Linked DNA regions of Mus musculus: region 1 is linked to region 2. Evidence: chromatin contacts called from public HiChIP or PLAC-seq data. All regions are on one chromosome and are shown on one strand. Each heading gives the region's core, a stretch centred on a gene start, on an enhancer-like site or on the middle of the called end of the contact. The rest is flanking DNA. Distances are from core to core; before and after follow the strand shown.

The links. HiChIP or PLAC-seq counts read pairs in DNA pulled down with a chosen protein or histone mark.
Region 1: a FOXA1 HiChIP or PLAC-seq map of pancreatic cancer cells shows a contact between it and region 2. The contact joins two enhancer-like sites. A contact is called at or near these places in 2 of 39 promoter capture datasets (cranial neural crest and hippocampal neurons) and 1 of 115 datasets of contacts at active chromatin or transcription factors (pancreatic cancer cells).

The regions. Positions count from the first base shown.
Region 1 is chr11:84,811,981-84,816,477 of GRCm38.p6, forward strand. Mrm1 (mitochondrial rRNA methyltransferase 1) reads right to left here. Exons shown (of 5, transcript NM_145433.1): 3 at 2,928-3,060; 4 at 2,709-2,828; 5 at 1,081-2,531. The coding sequence ends at 2,452. Among named protein-coding and RNA genes, the nearest start is that of Mrm1, 5.3 kb to the right of the region's middle. Within about 2 kb of position 1,946, at least 58 of the 459 cell types and tissues checked have an H3K27ac peak or open chromatin away from gene starts, as enhancers often do. A contact at or near this core is called in pancreatic cancer cells, where this site is marked.
Region 2 is chr11:83,880,068-83,884,476 of GRCm38.p6, forward strand. It overlaps Hnf1b (HNF1 homeobox B), which reads left to right. Exons shown (of 9, transcript NM_009330.3): 5 at 2,586-2,746. It overlaps Gm51869 (a long non-coding RNA gene), which reads right to left. Exons shown (of 3, transcript XR_003949580.1): 2 at 3,841-4,041; 3 at 2,687-2,770. Among named protein-coding and RNA genes, the nearest start is that of Gm51869, 10 kb to the right of the region's middle. Within about 2 kb of position 2,709, at least 51 of the 459 cell types and tissues checked have an H3K27ac peak or open chromatin away from gene starts, as enhancers often do. A contact at or near this core is called in pancreatic cancer cells, where this site is marked.

The DNA of each region.
Region 1 (4,497 bases), core at 696-3,195, 930 kb after region 2:
CCCTGAACCCACATGGTAAAAGAAAAGAACTGACTCCAGCAAGTTGTCCTTTGACCTCCACCTGTGTGTCGCATGCACACGTTCATGAACATGCACTCACACGCGCACACACACTCTAGAGTGAGAGAAAGAAGAAAGAAAGGCAAGAATGTTACCAGGCTCCTTCCCTGGAGACATCTATTTATTTTTAAAGGTTTACTTATTTGTGTATATGGTGTTTTGCCTGCATGTACATTTGCACACCAGAAGAGGGCATCTGATCCCATTACAAGATGGTTGTGAGGCACCACGTGGGTGCTGGGAATGAACTCAGGACCTCAGGAAGAGCAGCCACTGCTCTAACCACTGAGCCATCTCTCCAGTCCCAGGACACTATTTAATTGATCTAGTGACCCTGGGCTTTAAGAGCTCTTCCCTACCCCATGGCTCCAAGGCCAGGCAATGTTAAAAACCTCTATATGAGTTAATAAAAATAAGAAAACAATACAAAAGGAAAAAAATCCCTGCCCTAGGCTCTTGAGTGAGGGAGCACATTGTTGGACTCGAGCTTGGTGGACCTTGGCGCATCTGTGGCAGTTGGGGACACACGGAGAAGGGCGCTGACAAAAGGGTTCACTGTCTTTCTTGGGTGGAAAGCTTTAAGGCAATTGTGGGCCCTGTGACGGTTCATCTTTATTGTTTGCCTGGGTTTGGAATCACCTGGGAGACACACCTGGGGGCATGGCTGTGAGGGTGTTCCAGGGAGGACTCAGGGATGACTCTCCCTGAGTGTGGGGAGCATTGTGCCATGGCTGGAGTCCTGGGCTAAATGAAAAGGGAAAAGGGAGCATCAGCACCCTTCACCCCACTTCCTGCCGTGATGGGGTGCACTGCCTCACACCCATCCTGCTGCTGTGTCTTCCCTGGTATGATGAATTGACAGTATTTCCTCAAACTCAAACCCTTCCCTTAGATGTTTCTGTCAGGCATTTCCCAAACAGCAACAAGACACGTTACTACTATAGGTCCTCTGTAAACAGATTCAAATTTTGTAGTAAGTGTACATAGCTGTTAGGAACCTACAAATCAACTCCAGGGAGATTACAGAGGAAAGGAGTGTTTATTTATTGAGCACCTACTACATACATCTTCCGAGGATATAAAGGAGGCATGGAGGCAACTCACCCCAACTCTTACAACATCCAGGATTCCAATTCAAGGGTTGCTGTCCTCCCATCCCACCCTCAGGGCTGTCGGTCAGATACCCGTCCATGTGTGGAGACAGTTTTGGTTTCATAATGAGAGATAGGGTGCAGACTTCTTGCCATCTGGTGGATACCTCTCACGATGCTCAGGACGGTTCCTACAACAGAGAATTATCCAGCCTAGGGCTCAGATGTAGCTCTGTTGGCAGAGTGAATGCCAGCTTGCACAAAGCTCTGGGATCTATCCTCAGCAACATATAAATTGGGCATAGTGGGGTAAGAGGATCAAAAGTTCAAGGTTATCCTCGGCTAAATAGCAAGTTTCAGGAGACCATAGATACACAGAACTGCCTCAAAAACAAAAAGAAATGGTACTGCCCAGGGTGTTCCTGCCCTTCCCAGCAGCACACAGTAGCTGCTGTGTTGGCCTTGTTCCTTTAAAGCTTATTAGGTGTTCCAGCATGCAGCCCAGAGTGAAACCACTACTTGGCAATATCACTTCTGCTCCACTTGTGGGACTCTAGAGGACGGGGCAAGCCTAGTCGGATTCCACAAAAGTAATCCTGATTTCACAGCCTCTCAGACTCAAAGAGGCAACAAGGGCCTGGGATCACAGGTTCCCTCCACGGGGCTGGACTGGCCAGTGTCTAGAAGCTGTTGGCTATTTTCCCTATCTCTAAGCCTTCCACTCCCACCTCCACAGAGGGCTCTCCTTGCAAGGGGCCTGCAAAACCATGGTGCAAAGAGCAAGACTGCCACCTAATGGAGAGACTGGGCATGACAGCTCAGCGGCTCAGGGCTCGCTGATGAGATCTGGTGTCCTATCCCCATCATCCCAAGAGACAGGAATATGCATCTGTTCAGTCAGCTTCCCTCTACAAACTCACCCTCACATCCCACACACCCTGCGCTGGACTGCCTTGCTCCTCCGCATGCCAAGAACAGCCCCCTGACTTCCACTGGGATCCAGGACAGATACTGTCTGTCCTAACCCGTCCTGGAAACTAGCGAACTACCATTTCCAACTGGATACGAAACTTCTTTTGGTCTCTAAAGTTCTCCTGACTGTAGCCAGTAAACAGGCTCTTACAAGTAGAGGGCCCATTACATCCAAGCCTGAGGACGGATGTGTGACTCATTGCGGTTCCTACACACGCACATCTCAGACAGTCAATGTCAGCCCACATTTGGCCGGTTTTTCTGACCACAGTGGTAGTAGTCCTGGGTACTGGGCCTCTCTGAGTCCTTCAGACGTAGCTAAGGGTTCTCAGGAGTCTTGGAGAAGTTGTCCTCTCTCCTGTACAGGGAAACCCTTCTTCTGACTGCAAATGGAGTGTAGAAGAATACCTAAAGGCAAGAAGAGGATAGGGTTACAACACAGGCAGGGCACGCTTGCTTTACACACACAAGGGAAGCACAGAGCGGGAAGCTTGTTCAGGTTAAATCAATCAGAAAACGGGAGGGGAGGGGAGGGGAGGGGAGGGAAGGGGAGGGGAGGGAAGGGGAGGGGAGGGGTAGACTCACCTGTGGCCACAGATACATTCAAGGACTCAAGACCAGGAGGCAGGTGGCGTCTGGGCAGAATAGTAAGGAGCAGCTGGCAGGAGGCAAAAACCTCCTGGGACAGACCAGAGCCCTCACTGCCTGCAGAACACGAGACAGTATTAGCCAGATGTCCACATGCAAATGATGTCCACATGCAGATGACATCAGCAAATATAAAAGCAGGTATACCCTACCTACCCAGCACCAGGAGGGTAGGCCGGTCCCAGACGAACTCTAAGCAGCTAGTGATGGGGACCTTGGAGGACTGGGAGATCTCAGGACCTGGGCAGCCCACTGTGCCCACCACGAGCCACCCCTGCTGGGCCTTGGCCTAGAAGAGGAAAGAAAATGCCATGTGCTGGTGCACCGAATCTTCATCAGAGCTACACGGTCAAGGACAGGTCCAGCCTTGCACACGCACATTCACTGAGAAATGTCTTCAACTTAGGAAGTCAGCCAGGACCTCTACCTGGTCTGGATTTGCTCTGGGCACTAAGGTCAAGAACATACAGACTAAAATCCCAGCTGTGGGACACAGTGATGGTAGAAGTCCCCTTTGAAGCGATGGCAAAAAGACGGGTCTGAAGATAACTAACGAGTAAGTTCTCATAGACAGTGGGAGAAGGTTACAGACTTCCAGGAAGATCTGCAAGTATGGAGGCACGAAGACCCCACCCACCTGTCATACCTAAAGACTATTAAGTTGGCCAGTGGCAGGACAATGATCACATAGGGTTAGGTCTCAAGGGTCACTGGAAACATAGGGCTTTTATACTAATAAAAAAAGCTTTGAACAGTTGTCTTAGTTTTTAAGATATGAGCTCATGAGCTGGAGAGATGGCTCAGTGGTTTAGAGCACTAACTGCTCTTTCAGAGGTCCTGAATTCAATTTCAAGCAACCACACCATGGCTCACAACCATCTGTAATGGGATCTGATGCTCGCTTCTGGGGTGTCTGAAGAGAGTGACAGTGTACTCATATACATCATATATATATATATCTCCCAGGCTGGCCTGAACCCATGGTGATCTTCCTGTCTTAAGTTTCTCAATCAAGTACTGGGATTACAAGTATGAACCACAGACCTAGTGCTTTGAAAGGTTATGAGCCAAGTGACGCAGTGTGACTCGGGCCTCAGCAGAATCATTATGCCTGCCATGCTGAGGCCCAAGCCCCAGTCCAGGGAGCTGGGGACTCCGACAAGGGTAGCAGAGGAAACAGTGAGAAATGGGGATGGTGTGACAGTAACTCCAAGGACAAGGATCTGGGGACATAGCTGTGGGATCAAGAAGTCAGAGGTAATGTCTGGGCTGGACAACTGAGCTGGGCAGGTCCTAGAAAAACAGATAGCCATGGTCAGACCTGGAAACAAGGAGTCTGAAATGCCCACTGTGGGAGCGGAGGGAGAGAGCTGTGTAGCAGAGGAGTGGAGTAATCTGGAACTGGGGAATGGAAAGTCAGGAGTACCCTTTTTCTTTTTCTCTCTGCCCTTTCCCCCCTCCCCTTTCCCCATGGCCACTTCCCTGGCCTTGGTCCTTGGGGACAGTGAACTCAAAATAAACCTGCCTTTAATTTAAAAAAAAAAAAAGAAGAAGAAGAAGAAAGAAAGTCAGGAGTTTAAATGTGACAGTGATGGGGGAGGTGGTGGTGGCGGCACACAACTTTAATCCCGGCACTTGGAAGGCAGGCAGGTTCCTGTGAGTTCAAGGCCAGGCTGATCTACAGAGTGAGTTTCAGGACAGCCAAGGATACACAAAGAAACCCCAT
Region 2 (4,409 bases), core at 1,459-3,958:
CAGATTCCCTGGGGCTTGCTGGCTCAATACCTTAGCATATTTGGTGTGTTCCAGGCTAGTGAGAGATCTTCTCAGAAAAGAAACATACACATGGGATGGTACACATACACACAGAAATCCCAGGGCACAGCTTAGTGAAGAGTCCCCTCGACACGGTACTGGCATAGGAAGGCAAGGCCAGGGTTGCTGTCTCTCGGAACCATACATTCCCTATGTTCTTTGGATACTTCTGGTTAATCTTGCTGAGTGGAAATCACTCTGTTTCATGCGTTGCTGGGAATTCAGTAATAACCCAAGGTCCACAATACCCAGAGAACAGCAGCGTCCAGCACCTTGGGGAGGTCTCTGGATTGTATTTGAATGTCTTTTTGTGGCTCACGGGGTCCATGATAGGAGCATGACCAAATACTGACTTGAGCCAAGTAGTGAGTGGAGGGCTTATGGCCATGATTTATTACAGCCATTTCTTCCATAGGTCTTTGGTGACAGATAACCTGGTATCATCAGTAAATCAAGGTCAACCCAGGGGCCTTATCACCTACCTCCAGGACCAGAGCTAGGAATGGCGATTGAAGAAAGAAAGAGCATTCACTTCTTAATGAAGTTTCCAAATGTTTGGATGAAGATAGTCTGGGGTGGGGGGACTTGGCGCAGCTGATATATGTCCATTGAAAAGCAAACACCCTGCGTATTTGTACATCCACTAATTCATTGTGACCTAAGGGTGGACATTGTTAACAATAAGGAAACTGAAGCCCAAGGGAGGCTAATAACTTCTTCAAGCTTGCATGGCTATGGTGTGGTGGAGCCAGGATTTAAGCCCTGGTCACCTAGCTCCAGAGACTACACGTTCTGTTTTCCTCGTCCTTACCACTTCAAGTGTTCTTCTGAATTTGTGAAATATATGAAGACTTGGGCTCTCTTTTCTCTAATAAGAGCATCTCTTCCCGGTGTGTGGCCTTGGACAATCTCATAATATCTGTCCATCCCTACTCCTAGAAGATCACTCCAGTGCCTGTTACTTCTATGAGAGAAGCATCAGTGGGCAAGGATGCAAGTGGACCTAGAGCTGACAAGCCTTATGCCTAGTTCCCTCCACACTGCACTGATAAATCCCCTTGCCATAGCATGACATCCTTCAGCTTCTACATAAGGAAACTGGAACTCACCCAGTACTAGAATGCAAAACTGTGATCAAAACAGGGATCCTCCAGCTCCCAGCCAGAAATCATAAAGGAGAAGTTTCTGAGACCCATCTGTGCTTGGTACAAATGCTAGGACACAACAAATGGGTTCTGCCGCCTAGCTTCTTAGGAGAGACTCTGGACTCTTACCATACCACCTTGGGAAGGCTTTTGTTTCCCATGGGTATCCTTAGTTAATTATTTTAAAATAAATAATTGTGTAGCCTGTGGTAGGGGAGAAGCCTCCCTGTGACCTATATTTGATCATCAGAGGGCTGGTTCTTTTCCTTCAGCCAAATTAAATAGGCTAAGTCCAGAGACTGTTTGACTTGAGACCGAATCGATGGTGAGGACAGGCTGGGAGGTGAGCACACACCTGACTCCCAGTGTTATCACTGCTCTCTCGGGAGCAGGGTATCTTGGGAAGGTAAATAGCTGGTCGGGGAGTCAAAACATGCAGGTGAAATCAGAGTGAAGTCCAGATACTTCCAAAGGAAAGAGCAGCAGGGCGGCAGCCAGGCCTGGGCTTCTTCCTGGGCAATGCAGCACTCAGTCTGCCAGAGCAGGAGCTTCTAGAAATTGCTCTCTCCCAGAACATTCCATCCGTGTTAAGAGTCTGACTTTGGGAGTCCTAGAATTTGAGAATCTTCATATCCATGTGTTGAGGTCTACCCTACTACCAGCTCACCCTGCCGAGCATCTTCACTCACAGTCCTGGGGTATTTGGCATAATGCTGGGAGCTGGAGAGAGGTTGCCTCCAATCCTTGAAGCCCCAGAGAGGCAGTACTCTCTCTGTTTCATGGGAGAAGGCAGAGGTGCAGAGTCAAGGAAGGACTTGGACCCTGTTCATTTATAAATCCCAAAGTCTGTCCATTGCCCCTTCTTGCTAGAAAATTCTTCCTTATCCTGATTGGAAATCTGCCTCACCCTTGTGGGTTGGTCTGCCTCTGCCTTCAGAGAGACCCATGCCTTCAGAAGGTTCAACTCTTTCTCCTGCTTCCCATCCATCCTTTCCGTCCCTCCGTCCTTCAATAGAAGTTGGCTGAATGACTATCAAGTGCCAAAACCCTGGCAATACAACAAAGAACAAACCAAAATAGACCAAAGTCTCTTACACGGGGCCGGAGAGGTGACTTAGCTAGTACAGGTTAAGGCTCCCAACCAAAAAGGCAAAACAGATTTGTATATGATATTTATATATAATCTTATATTCTACAATTAAAGTAGAGACCACGCCACCCTCACCCCAGGGAAGATGGCTGATCGTTCTTTCAAGTGGACATGGAGGAGAAAACAATGTTGTTTTCTTGTCACCCACCATTGAAAACAGGAGGCACTGAGTCAGTGTCGAGGAGCCCTGGTGACACTAATTTTCCTATTGGGTTCATGTTGTTTTTCAGGAGTGCGCTACAACCAGCCGGGAAACAATGAGGTCACTTCCTCTTCGACAATCAGTCACCATGGTAACAGTGCCATGGTGACCAGCCAGTCGGTTTTACAGCAAGTCTCCCCAGCCAGCCTGGACCCAGGCCACAGTCTCCTCTCACCTGACAGTAAAATGGTGAGTACTCCTGGGCCACTGGAGCTGATAAGATAAGAGGCAAGACAAACACAACTTCTCACAAGGCCTGCCTTAAACAATGAACCATTGTAGCCCCACCGGGGAAAATGGGGGCTGTCCAGAGCAGGAACCAAAAGGTAGGCTGGTGACCCAGCCTTTGGCGGGTAGAAGAGGTGTTCAGTTTGAACCCAGCCAATAAATCTGACAGAGCCCTGCTCCCATTTTATTGATTGAATGCCTCATAAAGGAGCAAGCCGGGTGGGACGCTGTTTGTTTTGGGGCTGCCAATGACATTTGTGTTGATAAAATGTTCATTCATCCTTCCCGTTCCAAGGCCTCCAAAACCAGACCTTTTTTTTTTTTTAACCCAGAAAGCACCTCACTCTGAAACAATCCCCCGACTCCTTTCCTGACTCCCTTGGTCCTGATGAGGACAGCGTCAGGATGTAGAGGATGGCAGGAGATGGGACTTCTGAACTGGGAGGGAGGACCTAAGGGCAGGTGCGCTGGGTGGGGTGGTGGCTGGAGTAAGAAACAGTGACTTCAAAGGCTCAGTTACCAACTCTCAAATCTCAGCTCTGGCACCTCAGAGTGGTACAGCCTCGGGCAAATTATTATTTGATTCTCTTTCCTCATCTATAAAATGGGAGTAGCCTCAATAGGGTTGTTGGGGAAGTGTGATAGCATATACGAAGCACCCAGTACAGTGACTATTTCATGAATGGCTGTGGTGTCCCTTCAGTGTCAATGACAATTTTTGCTGAAGTTTTCTGTGCCTCTAACCACAGCCCCACAACCAGATGAACCCTTATCCTACTCAGTAAGGCTCATCTGAGTGTTCAAAGTTCTGAGTCTCTCTCTCTCTCTCTCTCTCTCTCTCACAAACACACACAGAGAGAGAGCTAACTTTTATCAAATTTGTCCTTTGACAGTTTCACACATGTATATAGGACATTGTGATTCCTGTCACCCCGAGTCTCTCTGAACCCCTCTTTAGCCCCTCCCACCTCCATCCTAGACTCCAATTCATGGCTTTGGCAACACAAGGGCATGGGAGAGGGCTTTTGAGACAACAAGAAGATTACGACACCAACCGTGAGGGTAGGAAATGGAAAACTTTCTTCTCTGGGTCATGCTCTGTTTCATGGGAGGGAGGAGCTGAGGGTTCCTGACTTCCACGCCGAAGGCGGAACTGCACACATTCCCGGAAGGTGTCTGACCCCCACCTGTGACCGTGGCTGGTGGGGGCTGGATGGTGGAGGGAGGATTTGCCATTTTAGACCTTGACGTGTGAGCTGTGTAGGCAACACAGGAGAGGTGAGTCACAGGTGACCAAGTCTCCAGTTCCTTGGAAGAAAAACAACGTGTAGGTCTTGAGGGGAACCCTGGTCTGGACAACTCCAGTTTCAGGAGACCTGAGCTGGCCTCCTTCATGGGAGTCTTTGTAAACAAACCAGATGGGGCAACCAAGTAGGAAACATTTCTCAGTCCTCTGTGGTCTCCCCAACCCCCTGAGAGCCCCTTCTTCCCTGACAGCAATATGTGCGCGCTGCCTTTATAGTTTCTTTTGGTTTTTTTTCTATTGTGTTTTTTAACTATTATTTTTATTTTATGTGAATGCATATTCTGCCTACATATGTGTCTGTACACTGTGTGGGTTGGA